Linked DNA regions of Sus scrofa: region 2 is linked to region 1. Evidence: chromatin contacts called from public HiChIP or PLAC-seq data. All regions are on one chromosome and are shown on one strand. Each heading gives the region's core, a stretch centred on a gene start, on an enhancer-like site or on the middle of the called end of the contact. The rest is flanking DNA. Distances are from core to core; before and after follow the strand shown.

What was found. HiChIP or PLAC-seq counts read pairs in DNA pulled down with a chosen protein or histone mark.
Region 2: a contact with region 1 is called in an H3K27ac HiChIP or PLAC-seq map of alveolar macrophages. The contact joins two enhancer-like sites. A contact is called at or near these places in 2 of 47 Hi-C or Micro-C datasets (psoas muscle and retroperitoneal adipose tissue) and 1 of 2 datasets of contacts at active chromatin or transcription factors (alveolar macrophages).

Annotation. Positions count from the first base shown.
Region 1 is chr1:230,623,735-230,627,597 of Sscrofa11.1, forward strand. The region is part of intron 5 of GNAQ (G protein subunit alpha q); the gene reads right to left. Among named protein-coding and RNA genes, the nearest start is that of GNA14, 81 kb to the left of the region's middle. Within about 2 kb of position 1,862, at least 1 of the 83 cell types and tissues checked has an H3K27ac peak or open chromatin away from gene starts, as enhancers often do. A contact at or near this core is called in alveolar macrophages, where this site is marked.
Region 2 is chr1:230,851,709-230,855,571 of Sscrofa11.1, forward strand. All of the region lies in intron 1 of GNAQ (G protein subunit alpha q), which reads right to left. Among named protein-coding and RNA genes, the nearest start is that of GNAQ, 53 kb to the right of the region's middle. Within about 2 kb of position 1,718, at least 16 of the 83 cell types and tissues checked have an H3K27ac peak or open chromatin away from gene starts, as enhancers often do. A contact at or near this core is called in alveolar macrophages, where this site is marked.

The DNA.
Region 1 (3,863 bases), core at 612-3,111:
CGAATCGGAGCTGTAGCCACCGGCCTACGCCAGAGCCACAGCAACAAGGGATCCGAGCCGCGTCTGCAACCTACACCACAGCTCACGGCAACACCGGATCGTTAACCCACCGAGCAAGGGCAGGGACCTAACCCGCAACCTCATGGTTCCTAGTCGGATTCGTTAACCACTGCGCCACGACGTGAACTCCCATGAAATGTTTTTATAATGCATTTGTAATATAACCTTATTACTAAATTGAGCAGTCAGGCAAAAATATTCTAAACAAAATTGTATTCTGCATGTTATGTACTATGTACAGAAAATTGTATTCTAGGTGTTATGAGGCAAGTAAAAGATCTCTGCCAAAGGCTAATAACCAAATGAGATCAGAGTAAGTTCAACACAAACACCTTTAAAATACAACTAATGGAAACACTGAAATCACACAAAATCAACAACTTCTCTAGGGAAAGGGAAAAGGGGGGAGTTGGGATGTGGGGGGGATAATTCAAGTATTGTGAAGAAAAAGCACGCGTTCCTGTCGTGGTGCAGCGGAAACAAATCTGACTAGTATCCATGAGGATGCAGGTTTGATCCCTGGCCTCATTCAGTGGGTTGGGGATCCAGCATTGCTGTGGCTATGGCGTAGGCTGACAGCTGTAGCTCCAATTCAGCCCCTAGCCTGGGAACCTCCATATGCTGTGGGTACAGCCCTGAAAAAACAAATGAACAATAGCAACAACAAAAAAAACAAACAAACAAAAAAAACCCACAAAAACTAAACAAACAAAAAAGAAAGACAGCTTTTGAAAGACATGAGAGAAGACCTACAAAGACTAGCACATGAGTGAACACCAGTAGTTCACATGGGAAACTCTGTACCTGTGGTCAGGGACACAGGGTCATTAGATTTGACCATGGTGTTACTGGAGGTTCAGTGGGAGAGGGCTCAGCTGGCACACAGCCTTGAAAGTACATCCAACTTAAAACCTTTGTGGTGAAGTAACTTCTCAGATATCTGGACAATATAAATGTGCTGAAAAATTTATGAGCCCACCAACACCAATGTGTTAGAGACTTGAATAGAAGTAAAAAGGAGAGGGGATCAGAACTAATTGTACTGTTGAAATGGACACCAAAGACCTCAAAAGCACCAGAGGCAGCAGCAGTTCGTCTTTAAGGCTGGGTGTGTGTTGTAAACCAGCTAATGTTCAGTTTATGGCCAATGTCCACTTTGGCTGATCCTCTTTTCTGACTGGTGGTTGAGTTGTGCCATATTTGTCCAATATGAGTCCATTTCTGAGGTTTTTCAAGTTTATGAGCTGTACATTTCATGCAACTCTAAGAGCAGCATCTGAAATTCCCAACCTGCTCAGTCCGCCCCCACCAACATTTTCATCTTCTTAAGGCCAAGTAAATGAGGAAGGAACTGCTGCTCCTGATCTAACGCGAAACTCTGAGTGGAAGCTCAGAAACTAAATAGAAGGAAATTTGGCTGAGTGATCATGTGCTCATTCATGGCTATGAGAACAGAAAAGGGGCAGAGGTCTCATACACATATGTTTCCACTGACATTAGGAATGTCACTTAATAAACTCGGGATCAGAGTGCAAGGTGGAAATGACACGGCATCTAAATTACCCTTAAAAGTGTATTTTGTCAGGGTACCTACTCGTGGTCCCAAGATCACCTTGTCATGCTGTATGTCTGACACAGACTGCTCTTCCTTCATGGTAGAAAAGGTGAGCACCAGATAAAGTCTGGTTTAGGTCTGTGTTTGCATTGAGGGAACAAAGAATTAGAATCACTCAATACTGGGCTAATACTCTGCACTGCAAGCTGCTCAAGATTAGGCAAGCAGGAATGAAAACCAAGTGCGGGAACAAGTGATTCCATTTCCCCATCTCACATTATTTCACTGCACCCTTTCAGTGGGTGGCAGGCAGCCCAAAGCCTTTTGCATAACTCATTTCCTTTATCCGTTTTCCTTTCTATGGCTGCACACTTACAACTACATTTCCATAAATCCACTTCTGATGTGGCCCTATGTAATTCCACAGCGTGTGTCTGCAAAAGTGACACTAACCCTAAAAGCTTTAGACAGTGTCAAAGGTATGATTTGGAACACTTAATCCAAGGCAGTCGGATGAAAGTGAAAAGAAATGTTCAAAATCACTGTGGCCACAAAAGAAGCTTTCTCACAATCTAAATTTCTAAAAAGGCAAAATGGGGGGGGGGGAGAGAAACTGTGAGGAAAATCACATAATCAAAGATAATTACGTGGACTCCAGCATCTCAGATTGAGAGAAAATTTCAGAAGCTTTCAGGAAAAGACATATTTACTTCATTCTGTTCCCTAAGGGCCCAAGAAAATGAAACACCAACAAAACCTAATGAGGAGAGCGGGTAACAACTCCAACCACAAAGAACATCTGTCAAATATGTAATACCTGCACTGACCCAGAAAGGATGCTGAAAGCTACACCTTTCATAGCTCAGTCAGGCTGAGACAATCAGGTGATACCCTTTCCCTGAGAACACTAAGGACTGACTGGTCCTCTAAGAGGAAGAATTCAGGGGAGCTCTAGCTCCCTGTCTGTAGAGAAAGCAGGACTGATGGGAGACATTGGGGTTATGCCATTTTTATACCCCCAACAGTGGACTCCTAACTCGGGGAACTGCTTGGAGGGGAGGCAGCGAAAAGAAAGCTGTTTACTGCCTAACTGCTGTCAAACACCTAGGGATTCCAAAGCTTGAAGAAAATTTCCACCTTATGAAAAACAGAAACCTACACGAACAAAGAGGAGGAGAGAGAAAGAAAGGGGGGAAAGAGAGAGAGAAAAGGGGGGAAGAAAAAGAAATCAAAGGAAAGAACCAATGTAGAAAACTCAGAGTTCCCGCTGTGGTGCAATGGGATCAGCAGCGTCTTGGGCTGGGACCGGGGTTGATCCCCAGCCCAGCACAAGTTAAGGATTTGGCTTGGGTCACAACTATGGCTCGGATCTGATCCCTGGCCCGGGAACTCCATTACCATGGGGTGGCCAAAAAGGGAAACAGGAAGGAAGAAAGGAAGGAAGGAGGGAAAGAAGAAAGGACATCAATAATACTTTGAAAAGGAAAAAAAAAAATCCTCAGAAAAACATTCCTGAAACAAAAAAGGATACTGACTTAAAAGTGAAGATATGGAGAACAAAAAGAGCTCGGAGAGTTTAAAAAAAAAAAAAAAAAAAGAAAGAAAAGAGAAAATCTGTGAAAACCAAAACACAAACAAATAAAAAAAATGGTTTGGAAGATAACTCCAGGAAATTTCTCAGGAAGTAAAAAGCAATGGAAAAGTGGAGAGAAAAGTTCGGGGAAAAATAAAACCAAGGTAGTCCTTCATTCAGCCAAAACAAGCTATAAAAAGAGAAAAGCAAAAAAAAAAAAATTGTATGAATTCTAAATAAAATCTCTGATAATTAAGTCTCTAGGCAAAAGGGTCCCAGAAGAGCTGGGGGTAGGGGGGAGATTGACAACAAAAGGTAAGTCCTTAAATTTGAGAATATCTAGGATAAATAAAATATTCTAACACTTTCCAATGACTGCACATAAAGAGTAAGGAAGCGGAGAAACCATGGATTTTTTTTTTGTCTTTTTTTTTTTTAGGGCTGCAATGTGGCATATGGAAGTTCCCAGGCTAGGGGTCAAATAGGAGCTGAAGCTGCCAGCCTAAGCCACAGCCACAGCAATGCGGGAGCCGAGCCACGTCTGCGACCTACATCACAGCTCACAGCTTACGGCAACGCCAGATCCTTAACCCACTGAGTGAGGCCAGGGCTCGAACCCTCGTCCTCATGGTTACTAGTTGGGTTCTTTACCGCTGAGACATGACAGGAACTCCA
Region 2 (3,863 bases), core at 468-2,967, 230 kb after region 1:
ATTAAGTTTCCATTACTAGCAATTTCTCTTAACTCACCACTCTTACAGAACACTTAACTGGGTGCCAGGAACTGCAACAAGTGCTATATTCAAACAAGTGCTAAACCAATTAAGACACACAACTGTCCTATGACAGTGATCCTATTATATAATCATCCCCGTTTTATAGATGAGGAAAGTGAGGTTTAGAAAAACAAAGCAACTAATCCAAAGTTCCACACTAAGTCAGGGATGGTGCTGGGATTCAAACTCAAGTTCCTGAGACTGGGCTCGTAACTATCTGTCTCTCTAACCATTTCATCCCCTCTCTCCATGTGGCTCCCCACCAGCTTAAGTCAGACCACCACACCATTTTTACCTACAGCTCAGTCCTCCTCAAGATCTCATTTCCTAAACTACACTCTCCTGTACAATGTTATCAGCTTTAAAATGAAGGCAATAGACAGAAGAGTCCTACCAAACTCACACTGCTAGGAGGGTCTTGTCTCGCACATGATTCAGCATATTCCTTTGAAGACCCTTCTGAAAGTGTCCTCTGATCTTGGCTTCAGTGAGAACCAGGCCTTTGTTAAACAACTTTTTAAAGGACACTGCAAACTGTACCTCTGATAAGCCTTCTGGGTGAATAAGCATGTTGCTCAATTTGCACTTCACTGAAATGCTCATGTATGTGTACACCCTGGTTTCATTTACATCCTCCATTTTCGCTTTTTCATCTACTTCTAATTTACAGTATCTTATGTAAAATGAGAGCATCTTTATATTGCTTTGGAGACAAGACAGAATGAAAGCAGAGTGTCCAATAGATGTGTAGCTTGTTTTAAACAATCAAAGCAGAAGGACAATTGGTAGATGGGAGTCAGAGGCCTAACCAGAGGAAAACCCTGGGGGCCCACGGACTTTATTCACCCAACAGGCTTGTTTTTATTGTTTGACTGTGTTGACAGTAGTTTTAATTTTTTTTAATTAGTTGGCGACATTTAAATTCCAAGAGATTTCACATAAATATCCAGAGTCGTTGTTTTCTTGAAAAACTGGAAGGTCTGGAAACCCTAAGCCTGCTCTCCATACATGGCGACGTTTGAAGCTGAACAACAGCTTCAGTGAGCCATGAGATTTTAGAGTTCCCACCCAGATGGTGCCTCCTGTTTAAAACCACCTGTCTCAATCGCCGTGGCATTTGACTTGGCAGCCCTGGACTAAATCAACAGCAAATCAATTCTTGATAGAGAAATCTGCAACTACAATTACTAGGCAGGATTGTCCAGCTGCTGGGGGAACCTCAGAATATATGCTCTTGTATCTTAAAAGATGAGAATTACTTAGAAATCTCGCTAGAAAGAAGCAAAACGGACACTGGAAAAAAGGCAGCTGTTTACACAACCTCCTAAGCCTGGGTGCATCCTTGAGCTACTGGCACTAACTCCCTGCTAGGTTCCTTCCTCAGATGCCATTCCCCACCCAAACCCCACCACTGTACTGCTGTCCCTGGGACCACACAGACTAAGGCTAAAAGCAAAAACAGACAACCAAGTCATCATTCTTCCAGGGCCCCGATCCCAACAAGACCCCCGCCATTCCTTGACTGCCCACCTGGAGGCGCCATGAACACAACAATTCTCCCTTTTCAACGTCAAAACCAAACCACATCCCTTCTTGAAAAACAATGCTGTAGCCATTGTTCAACCCACAGGTATGTGGAGTGTTCAGCAGAGAAGTCCAATTTTCCCCTCGCAGGAAGTTCCTGGAAGGAAGTCGGTGCCCTGAAGTTCAGCCACTCCTCAGACCAGAGAAAACAAAGGCCGTGCAGACATCTATTCTCCAGAATGACTACAGCATCTAGAATAGGAAGCAGGATCCTGAGCCGGCAGGAGCCTTAGTTAGCACAAGTGCTGGGCCTTGCGGGCAGGCTCTAGTCGGAAAAGCCTTCCCTCTTCTTGGCACCTTTGAGGAAGGGTAGAGGGTTCTCTGACACACTTTGATCAGGAACCAAAAGTAAGAACAGTTGATTACTTGAAAAGGATTGTGGGTGTGAGTATTCTGTCACCCCACCCAACCTACCACTGTCCCAATGCTTAGGAAACTACAGCCCTCCATCACTGACAACAGCTGTCCCTGGGAGCTTGGTAATAGCAGTGATGTCACAGTACACATGGAAAGTTATTTCTCACACTGCACAGGCACGACTCTTGAAGTTCTTCTTTTATCCTAAATTATTTTAAAAGCAATGCATATGCAGTTAAATTTTTCCCAACAGAACTAGATGGTAGGTAGTAAGTGGTAAGCGTCTCTAGGCCCATATTTCCCATTTCTATTCCCTTCCATTATTACTGTTCTCACAGTCCTTGAGTGGTTATCAGCTTAACTAAATAACAGGCATATATCTCTTCTTCATTTGTCAACCTCAGACAGAATTTACTGACTTTCTGCCTGCCTCCCTTATACCTACCTCATTTACACCTCCTTCACCTATAATTCTTCCCTCGTTTTCTTGACTGTGCTGTTTTCAGTTCTTCAATTAATTATTTGTTTGTTTCAACAGTATTACACAGTAGTTCTTGATATCCCATCACGGAAGAGAAGGAAATTAGCATCAGACACATCCCCCCCAGCATCTACCTCTCTTTCTCTCCTGCCATCTAGCCACCAACTCTGTCAGCACTTCCTCTCTTTTTGCATTGCCAGGTTTTTAAATCTTGGGTTAGTTGGTTGGTTCTGTTTTTTTTGTTTTTTGTTTTTTTTTCTTTTTCTTTTTCTCCTGTACTTATATTACATCTTCCTTGCCTTGTGTGGAGACTAACCCATGAGCTATTTAGCTACATTTACAACATTATGATTATGCAAGAGTAGAGTTCAACTTGTGGAGAAGGAAACAGAATCCTAGTGTCAATGAACCTGGCTTAACCTCAGGATCAAAAGGGTTCTCCTTTCTTACACTCCAGTAAATGCTCAAAATTATACCATGCTTAAGTTTGCTTTTATTTTCACATTTTTTTGCTTTCCTTTTTTGGCTATACCCACAGTATGGAGAAGATCCCAGATCAGGGATCGAACCTGCGACCCAAGCCACTGCAGCGACAACACTGGATTCTTAAATCAATGAATCACAAGAGAACTCCTATTTTCACATTTTTTTAACCATACAAAACAATTATTTGATTATCTACCATCCTAGTCAATATGCGTATCAATTTGATTTTTTTAAAAATGAAAACCACCTTCATTCAAACTTAATACTATCCTATGTCCATTCCCTTCTAATAAGAGAAACGTACATTATGGCAAACACACAAGGGAATAGTTATTGAGCCAAACAATTCAGCCAATAAAGAGTACCCAAGAGGCCCAAACACTCCAAGGTGTATGTCCAAGGAGAGAGATGTCCAAGGGGAGAGTGAAGAGAAGATACACTTAGCATGGCATTTTTTCTTGCTTTCTTTTTTTTTTTTTTTTTTCTTCCTGGTGAGCAGGCTGGCTTGTGATTTAACTTCTTGGCTACCTAGTTTTTGTTCCTGCTTATTTGCTTTAAAAAACAACATACAAAAATAAAAATCACACATAGTCTTCAGTTATGTATTTGGTGATCTAACAAAACAAAAATTGGTCATAGTACCTAGCAGAGAGAAAATTACTTGTCAGGGGATAAAATAATGTCTGAAACAGACAAAAGTTACAGGAGAGGCAATGCGGCAGGGTAGAAGAACGATGGTTTGGGGGTAAGAAAAAGCTGAGTTTGAATCCTAGATAAATGACTATCCTTGCAGCCTTAGGAGGTTAACTGAAGCTCTCTGAACCTCTGATTTAAAATCTACAAACAGGACTAACACACCTCTTTTGCAGGGGTACTATGAAGACAAAACAGG